2 separate regions of the Columba livia genome follow, and region 1 is linked to region 2. The links are chromatin contacts, called in public Hi-C maps. All regions are on one chromosome and are shown on one strand. Each heading gives the region's core, a stretch centred on a gene start, on an enhancer-like site or on the middle of the called end of the contact. The rest is flanking DNA. Distances are from core to core; before and after follow the strand shown.

Region 1 (4,173 bases), core at 74-2,573, 180 kb before region 2:
CAAATGCTGTGAATTGTTGCACGTTTGCTTATCCAGGGGCTGGTCGTTCCCCGAACGCCTCCTGCCCCTTAGCCCAGGAGGAGCTGCCGCCGCCGGGTTTGCGGGCTGCGGACACGAGATGGCATCGCGGCCGTGCGGCAGGAGGCAGCTCGCTCCCAGTCTTTCTGGGCATGCTTCCAGGCAATGATATCTTTTCCCACCAGTTGTGAGGGACCTGAACTTTAGTTGGCACGAGAAGCTCAAAAAAAGCAACTGTTTAAAAAACAGGATCCCTTTTCTGTCTGGTGAGGTGCTTGGGGGAGAGCTGGTTTGCGGAGCGAGGCTCCCAGACAGCTGGTTGTGGAGCAGAGCATGTGAGCGGCCCCGGGGCTGGGGGCTGGCATGGGGCTGGGGCTTCCCTGAACCAGCATGGCGCTGGGGACCTGCAGCCGAAATCCCACCAGCCAGGTCCAAACCGCTCTCGCCAAGTCCCTGGGAGATGCACACGAGCAGCTCTGGTGCCGGAGCCCTCAGCCCCTGTGGTGATCCCAGGGGGCGTGCAGGGACCTGGGCAGCCTGGTGGCAGAATTGGGCCCCTGGCCCGGTCCCGCCGAGCCCAGGCTCGCCCCGCTCTCTCCTTGCCCGGGGTTCTGGTCATGTCTGCCAAATGTCTGTGTTCTTGTGCCGTTTGAGCTTTTTTATGTGTAGTTGCAAAGCCTTGAAAATGCAAGGTGTGTCCTCCAGAAAGCATGTAAGTGTTTTTCTGCGGAAAGAAGTCATCCCTTTAAATCTGGCTCTCTGGAGATAATATGAGTAAGAAGCTCTGCTGTTCGCAGGCGGCTCCTGGCAGGGCAGCGGGAGGCAAAGGCACACACTGCCCAACACATCCCGAGCTTGAGCCACTTGATCGGAAACAATTGGGCTTTCTGTGGATTTAAAAGGGCTCAGTTCAGCACAGAAACAAACAGCGAAGATGATGTTCTCTGACATTCATCTGTGTCCTGCAGGAGAGGAAAGCAAGCTTCACCAGCCAGATGATTTTCAAATGAATTGCAGGGCTGGGTGGGGAAGTCAGAGGCTCTTTTCTGAAGAATAGAGCCCTTAGTGTCTGCGCTGCAACACTATTCCCCTTCTGTCTGTCTTTAGCTCTTTGTTATGTCAACATCTGTAGCTGTGAGTAAATAGCAGAGGGGGAGAATGCATATTGTGGTGCTGCTGGAGCAGGCAGGCTGGGCCGGGGCCAGGCGCCCGCACGGACCCGCTGCCTCTGCCCGGGGTCACTGCACGCACAGGCTCCCAAACCCCTCGTTTCTGATGAGACACGTTGCTGGGTGCTCTGCTGAGAGGATCCTGTGCAGGGCACAACAGCCCTGGTGTCAGCCCTGTGGGTGTGCTGGTGCTGCAGGCGAGACAGGATGCAAGTACTTGTCTAGTTAATCCATGAAACGTTCGTGTTTTCTCTTGCCAGCTCCCTCCAGGTATTTTTTTAGCTATGCTGATTCTTATGAATAAAACTTGTAAATATTTGTAATTGTATAAATGCGCAGAAGTGCTAGGAGAAGTTGTTTTATCAAGGACTTTCAAACCCTGCAGGCAGTGGCACCTCCTCACCCTCCTCCCAGGCAGTTCCAGGCAAAGCTGGTCTCAAGGCAGAGCCGCTCTGCTGTGTCTGCGCAGACCGGCGGCTGGCGGAGGGGAGGGCGAAGGCTGGGGGCCCTGGAGGGCCGGCTGCCGTGGCTGAGGCCGTGGAGGGCCGGCTGCGATGCCTGGGGGCCATGGAGGGACGGCTGCCGTGGCTGAGGCCATGGAGGGCAGGCTGCAAGCTGGGCTCTCTCGGACAGACCAGGGATGGCTACGAGCTGGGCTCTCTCGGACAGACCAGGGATGGCTACGAGCTGGGCTCTCTCGGACAGACCAGGGATGGCTACGAGCTGGGCTCTCTCGGACAGACCAGGGATGGCTACGAGCTGGGCTCTCGGACAGACCAGGGATGGCTACGAGCTGGGCTCTCTCACAGAGCAGGGATGGCTACGAGCTGGGCTCTCTCACAGAGCAGGGATGGCTACGAGCTGGGCTCTCTCTCACAGAGCAGGGATGGCTACGAGCTGGGCTCTCTCACAGAGCAGGGATGGCTACGAGCTGGGCTCTCTCACAGAGCAGGGATGGCTACGAGCTGGGCTCTCTCTCACAGAGCAGGGATGGCTACGAGCTGGGCTCTCTCACAGAGCAGGGATGGCTACGAGCTGGGCTCTCTCACAGAGCAGGGATGGCTACGAGCTGGGCTCTCTCTCACAGAGCAGGGATGGCTACGAGCTGGGCTCTCTCTCACAGAGCAGGGATGGCTACGAGCTGGGCTCTCTCTCACAGAGCAGGGATGGCTACGAGCTGGGCTCTCTCTCGCAGACCAGGGATGGCTACGAGCTGGGCTCTCTCTCACAGAGCAGGGATGGCTACGAGCTGGGCTCTCTCACAGAGCAGGGATGGCTACGAGCTGGGCTCTCTCGCAGGCCCCGGAGATTGACAGCAAGGTGCTCACCGGCTCGGGCTCGCAGGGACCAGCCAAATGTCGGCACAGCGCCTCGCGAGCAGTTTGCTGTGCTCGGGGAGCTGCTAGATGCACTGATGGCGGTCTGTGTGGCATTTCCCCGCCTGGGGAGCCAACTAATGAGCAGGTGAACTTCTGTTTCAGTGCAGCCTCAGAGCATGCCCTTTCCAGGGGAAAAGCAAGATCACAAATTCCTGCCTAGTAAACATTGTGGTGAACTTTGGAAGATGTGCTTCATCTCTCTTCTCCATTTGCCTGCTGTTGTGTAGCTTTTAAATAGAACTGCTGTCTCCTCAGAGCTCTTTGTGGCAGCCCAGCCTCTCTGTGCAGGCTGCTTTTGCTGGGCCGTGCTGTGTTTGAGCTGCTCTGCTTTACAGCCGTGTTCCCTCCAAAGGGGTCAACACAGCTCCCATGCGAGTTCACCTGAAAATCGGCTTTGTTTATGGGCAGCATCCCTGCATCTGAGGACGGCAGGACAGCTGCACTGCAGAGCAAGGTGCTGTGCGGGTGTGTGCTACGAGGATGGTGAACTCCTTAGGCAAAGGGCAAGCAGGACCCCGGGAGCCACCTGGGCTCAGGCAGCAGTTCTGGACTTGGAATTAAATCCAGTGTTGCTGGCACAAGGGACAGGCTGGAGCTTGGGTGAGACACACAGAAAATTTCTTAGGCCTGTGATCAAGACGTGTCCTGCAGCTGCCTCTGAACAGAACCATCGTCTTAGTGGCTGGAGTCGGCGCTATTTCTACGCGCTCTGTTCAGTTAGTTGTGTGATCATTCCTGCCTCTGAGGTTTCATTTGTTGGCTTCCCCAGACAGCGCTGTGTGTTGGGCTCACCTCGCGTTCCCCTGCCGCACAGCCAGGCAGCAGCTGGCCCCACAGCTGGCTGGTGGAGCGTTGGGAAGAGCTACCTGGAAGGCTGTGGCTCCATCACTCCATTGGCAGCTTTCCTGTCTCTTGCACAGGGCTGGTGAGGTGAAGGGGTGTGTAGGGAAGGTCTCTGGCAAACCGTGGCTGCAGGTCCCAAAGCACTAGCGAGTATGAGATTAGGAGCCAGCATCTTGTCAGCTTGCGGCTGGGAATTCCAACACCAGCATTGGTGCTTCGTGTCTGAAATGCGTATGTGTATTGCTGTATAGGAAATAAGCTGAGGCGGGACCGCTGGCCCGGCCTGGGCTGCAACACCAGACAGTTTCACTGTCACCGACCCTCCGGGACGCTTTTCTGGGCTCTGCTTCCAAAAGAGGCTTTGGGGGTGGTGTGGAGCCCTCCCTTGGTGCCTGTTCCGTAACTGGCGGTTAGTTGGGGAGCTGTGTAAACGAGCATGTCTGTCCCGTGGGCCCCTGAAGAGCCGCCCAGCTCTGCCATGCGGTGCAGTGCGTCCCGCAGGGTCTGAGCGCCCTGGCGCCTCGGGGCGCTCGCGGGGCCCTGGCCAGGCTGCCCTAGCACTGAGGGAATGCGTGTTAGCCCTGAGGAGATGTGGCTGAGTAAATATGTGCATGTTCTGCTATTTACACAACACTTAATTATTTTTGATAGCCAATTAGCGTTTTCTCTATTTTGACTTTTTCCTCTGATCTAATACACGGTACAAAAGAGGGCAGATGTGGGATGGGCTTCCCTCGATTAAGGGAGTCTCTACCTGTCTCTTT
Region 2 (4,391 bases), core at 442-2,941:
CCAGAGACAATTAAATCTTCTCCAGGACATAGGAATCTAAATGAGCTTTCCTATTCTCACGCTTACTCTATCTCCTTCCCCCCGAAGCTTCAAAGACGGAGAAATCCTTCCAATTCACCGATATTACTTATAAATTTGTAGATCTAGATCTAGCCTGCCCTCCAACCAACCTCCCGAGGTGGCGAATTGTAATAGAAATTGGGATTTTTCCCTCTTCTCCCTGGAGGCTAACGGGGTTATGTCAGAGCCGGAGGGCACATGTTAGGGCTTTGATAAATGCACTTTAATGAGATCTTTGAAAATATTGCCAATAGTGGCGGAGGCAGTTTGTTAAGGCCATGCGTGCGAGCACAAAGCCGGGAGCCCCCCGCACCCCGCAGCTGCTCGATCCAGTTATTTGTCTTATTTAATTCCGCTCCCCCCCCTTGGCCAAAACTATAAGCCCAGCCTGGGGCCTCTCTTCCCTTTCCAGTCTATTATAAACTGTTCTATTTGCCGGGCAAATGTTTCTCTCCGTCCAGGCAGCCCCCCGGCTCTATTCGTCCCCGTCTCTCTAATGATTAAACGTGTCCCAATGAGATTAAGCTTTGTCCGAAATGTTTCTCCTCGGGAAGGAAAAACCCGACCCGTTTCGCCGGGGGCGATTGGAATGCAGGGGATTTACGGCTGAGAGCACTTTCTTATCTGAATTTACTTCTCACACCCGCACGCACAACGCGGAGGGCTTAGCGGGTGTTCGCAGGTAGCTTGTGGATGTCTGTCGCGACTGGGGGTGCCGGGGGTTCCACGTTAAGCCTCCGACGAAGACTCTGGTGCCCGCACACCTTGCGCAGGGCGGGGTGGGGGGGGTCAGTCTCTTTTCGGGAGAAGGATGGGGAAGGGTCTACCCGAGGGGACCCGACCCACGCACTCGGGCCCGAGTCGGGGCGCACCCGCGCGGCGTGGGCAATGCCGGAGAGACGAAGGGATGGAGTGAAGGAGGGGGGAGCGGCGCGGCGGGCCTAGCCGGAGGCGGGGGCCGGGGACATTCTCGGTCCTCTGGCGGACTCTGCCGTCGCAGCCGAGAAGTGTCCCGCCGCCGGGCCATGGGGCGGGGGGGCAGCGCCCTCGGCTCCCCCCCTCCCCGGGCCCGGCGGGCGGAGCGCCCCGGTGTGACCGCGCTTTCCCCGGCCCCAGCGCGCACGGGGGGCGGCCGGGCGCTCATCCGGGGCCGGGGGCGGGCCGGCGGAGCCCCGCCGTCGGGGCAAGGGGACGTGACCGCCTTACCGGCTCCTCGGGAGGCCGCTCAGCATCAACTTCTCCCCGCGTCGCCCCACACAAGCCCTTTCCCACCTGCTGCTCCCGGCTTCCCGCGGGGTCTTTTCCCCCAGTTTCCCCGCTGTCAGCGGCGCGGATCGCTGCGGCCCGGCGCCGCCCCCTGCCCGGCGCGACGGGGCTCACCTGCGGGCCGGGGGGGCTCTATGCGGGCGGTGGTTGAGCGCGGCGGCGGCTCCGCGCCTCTCGCATTGTCTCCGCCGTGTGCAGGGGCGGCCGCTCCTTCCTCCGGCTTTACATCGCGCGGGCTGTTTGCTTTCCTCCCCGGCGGCTGACGCCAGGCGAAATACTGGCCATATGTTCAGCGGTAATAAATTGGTTATAAGCGCAAACACGTCGGTTCCTGGATGGCTCTTTTAAGCCTGCCCCGGCCCTGCCGCTGAGCCGGCCCCTCTTCCCCCGGGGGGCAGAGCCCTCCCCCGGCCCCCCTTCCCCAAAGATGCGGAGAAGCCGCTTTCTGCCGGCGCGGGGACTCCGGCCCCCCCCGGCTCTGCCCAAATCCCCCCCTCGCCCGGCGCTCCCACCTCGCTTCTTCACACCTCCCACCCCGCTGCGCCCCGGGCAGCCGCAACTTCCCCCGGCCGAGCCGGGCTGCTCTTTAACAAGCTCGCCCTCTATAAATCGCTCGGTAGCTAAGACGCTATAAAAACCAAATAGCCAGATGTGGCACGTTATTTATGTGTGAAAGCTCGTTTACATTAGATATGCTGATCCAAGCTTTGATAGCGGGGGTTTGCGAGAGATTAGAGCTGGGTTGCCAGAGATGGTTCCAGCTGCAGCCCCCTCCTCCCATGCCCCTTTTTCTTTTTTCCTAAGTGGGGGCAAAGAAAAGGTGATGGAGTTGCGGTGGGGGGAGAGTGGCGCTGTCCGACTTTCCTGAAGCTGAGGATGAGAAGTGGTACCTGGTTGCAAGAGGGTCCTGCCAAAGGTGCGAGCCCTGCGAATACAGACAGAAACACGAAGAAGGTACAGCTGGCCAGAAAGGCTTCTTGGGCAGCCAAACCTGGGGGTCCATCTCCCTTCCAAAGGCTCAAGTAAGCACCCCCCTGCCACCGCCACCAGCACAGCCACTGCAAAGTCCTCTTGAAGGGGCATCACTGGTGACTGCTGGGGCCAGAGGGAAGGTCACAGGGATCCTTCTCCATCTCACCCCATCTGAATTCTCCCCACAACCTGCCATATTTTTAAAAGCACTGGAGAGACCTTGGACTCCTCTGTGAAAGTCCCCAGGGCCCAGGACAGATATCTCTTAGCTAACTACCCTGCTCACAGGCAGCTCTAACAGAGCTGCCTGCTGATAAAGTGATTGATCCTCATACCAATCAATAAAGATCTTGTTCTTAGCAATTAATAACTTTGCCAAGCTCGTTTTGTTTGGATAAAAAAGTGCCCAGGTTGCTGAATGAGGGAGTGAGATTAGGGGAAAAAAAATCCCACTGCCTACATAAAAATACAAACATAAATAGTTAGCTCTTTATTTACATACCTGTGAAGTCTTCGACTTTCCTAACAAGAAATTAAATCTGAATGTCTGGGACATGTTTTTACACCCCCTTTTGGGTGCTTTTGGGCACCTGAGGTGCGTGTCCAGCTGCCCTACAGAACCGCTGCAAGCCAGACTGCCAGGCCCCAGGAAGGACAGTAAAGCAGGTGATGTGGGTGTCCATATCAAACCTGTGTGGCAGGTGCAGTTGTGGAAATTAAGTATTTATTGCTGAGCAGAAACAGGCTGGGAGGTTTTTATCTGAGGGTATGTTTCACAGGTGGAGGAGGCTTTTTAGATATTGATTTGTTTGTAGGATCATCAGGAAACGCTGCCTTAGGAAAAATGTAGAAGAGGCCAGGATACTTTCTCTGTGTAGGCTTGTTCTCTCTTCCTTGATCAGCCTGCAATAATTGTAATGGTTTGTTGAAGAGGGCTTGACTGTCAAACCGTAAGGATGCGTTGGAGAGAGCTACTGGGTCCCTCCCAGCTCCAGGGAGAGAATGAAGAATGTTGAGCCGGTGAGAAGATGCTGCTCATCCACCCACCCGTAGTCTCGTGCTCTCCCCATCTTCTCTCCTCCAGCAGCTCTCTCTGTGAGACAGCAGATGTTCTCCCGCACCCATTCCCAGCACCCTCCCTCCCAGCACCCAGTGCACTGCCCATCTGGAAGAGGCAAGAGTGGAAAACCCTACAACTCCTAAAATAGCCTGCGCGGTTTCTCAGGGAGGCGGCTGTGCCAGGTGGCCAGTCTGGAGCCCAGCTTGGAGAGGCTTGGATGGGCTCCACCTTGTTACAGGGTGGTTATTTCCAGGTATCTACCCTTGTCAGGAGCTGAGCTTTGGGCTGTGGTCCCAGACCGTGTGGGTGTCTGTGCCAGGTAAGACCAGATCCAGGACCTGGGCTGGCTGTGTGGCCTGGGACAGATGTGAGTCAAACATTCCCAAGAGGTTCCTAAATCCTGGAACAAATCTGTTCTTGCAAATCAAAGGGAAATGCTAAGGTTTGATGCCTGGGCTTGGGGTGCTCTTGAGTGACCAGGTAGAGTGAAATAAACCTGAGATTTCCCTGGCTGAAGGGATATATTTCCACTTTTTCTACAGACATGCCCACTGCTTTTCACAAATGTGAAGGAATTCAGTATGGCCAGAAGGACCTTCTCCTGTGGAGAGGAGAGCTGGGGGAAGATGCTCCTTTGGCACCACATGCTGGGAGATGTCAGGTTTTGGTGAAGAGCGGGAAGAGTTTCTGTGAAATCTGGAATGAGTTGTACCTTGTTCCAGCCTGTTCATTTATAAAGAATAAAAAGCACCACCTCTTCACTACTGAAGCCTTCAACCACAATCCCCAGAGAATCTGAAGGTGCTGGAGACGGAGATTGTGGAGATGGGACGGAGGAGCGCACCCACACGCTGCTCTAACAACCCCCACGCACACTGAGTCGGGCGACCGGTGTGTTTGAGGAGCCAGGAGAAGACTATCTCGGCCAGCAGAGTGTACACACCTGGGGGTGACAGATGGCCGGGCTGTCCCCGCGGGGCTGAGCACACAGCACAAGCTGGCAGCTCCCTGGGACAGGGCTCTGCTCGCCCTC

What was found. A called contact is a pair of places that touch in the nucleus more often than the background predicts.
Region 1: a contact with region 2 is called in a Hi-C map of liver, with 3 times the contacts expected there. The contact joins the enhancer-like site here to the promoter of NKX2-2 in region 2. A contact is called at or near these places in 2 of 2 Hi-C or Micro-C datasets (crop and liver).

Annotation. Positions count from the first base shown.
Region 1 is chr3:121,445,716-121,449,888 of bColLiv1.pat.W.v2, reverse strand. The region is part of intron 1 of KIZ (kizuna centrosomal protein); the gene reads left to right. Among named protein-coding and RNA genes, the nearest start is that of KIZ, 16 kb to the left of the region's middle. Within about 2 kb of position 1,323, at least 1 of the 3 cell types and tissues checked has an H3K27ac peak away from gene starts, as active enhancers do.
Region 2 is chr3:121,269,307-121,273,697 of bColLiv1.pat.W.v2, reverse strand. NKX2-2 (NK2 homeobox 2) reads right to left here and starts at 1,691. Exons shown (of 3, transcript XM_065060015.1): 1 at 1,441-1,691.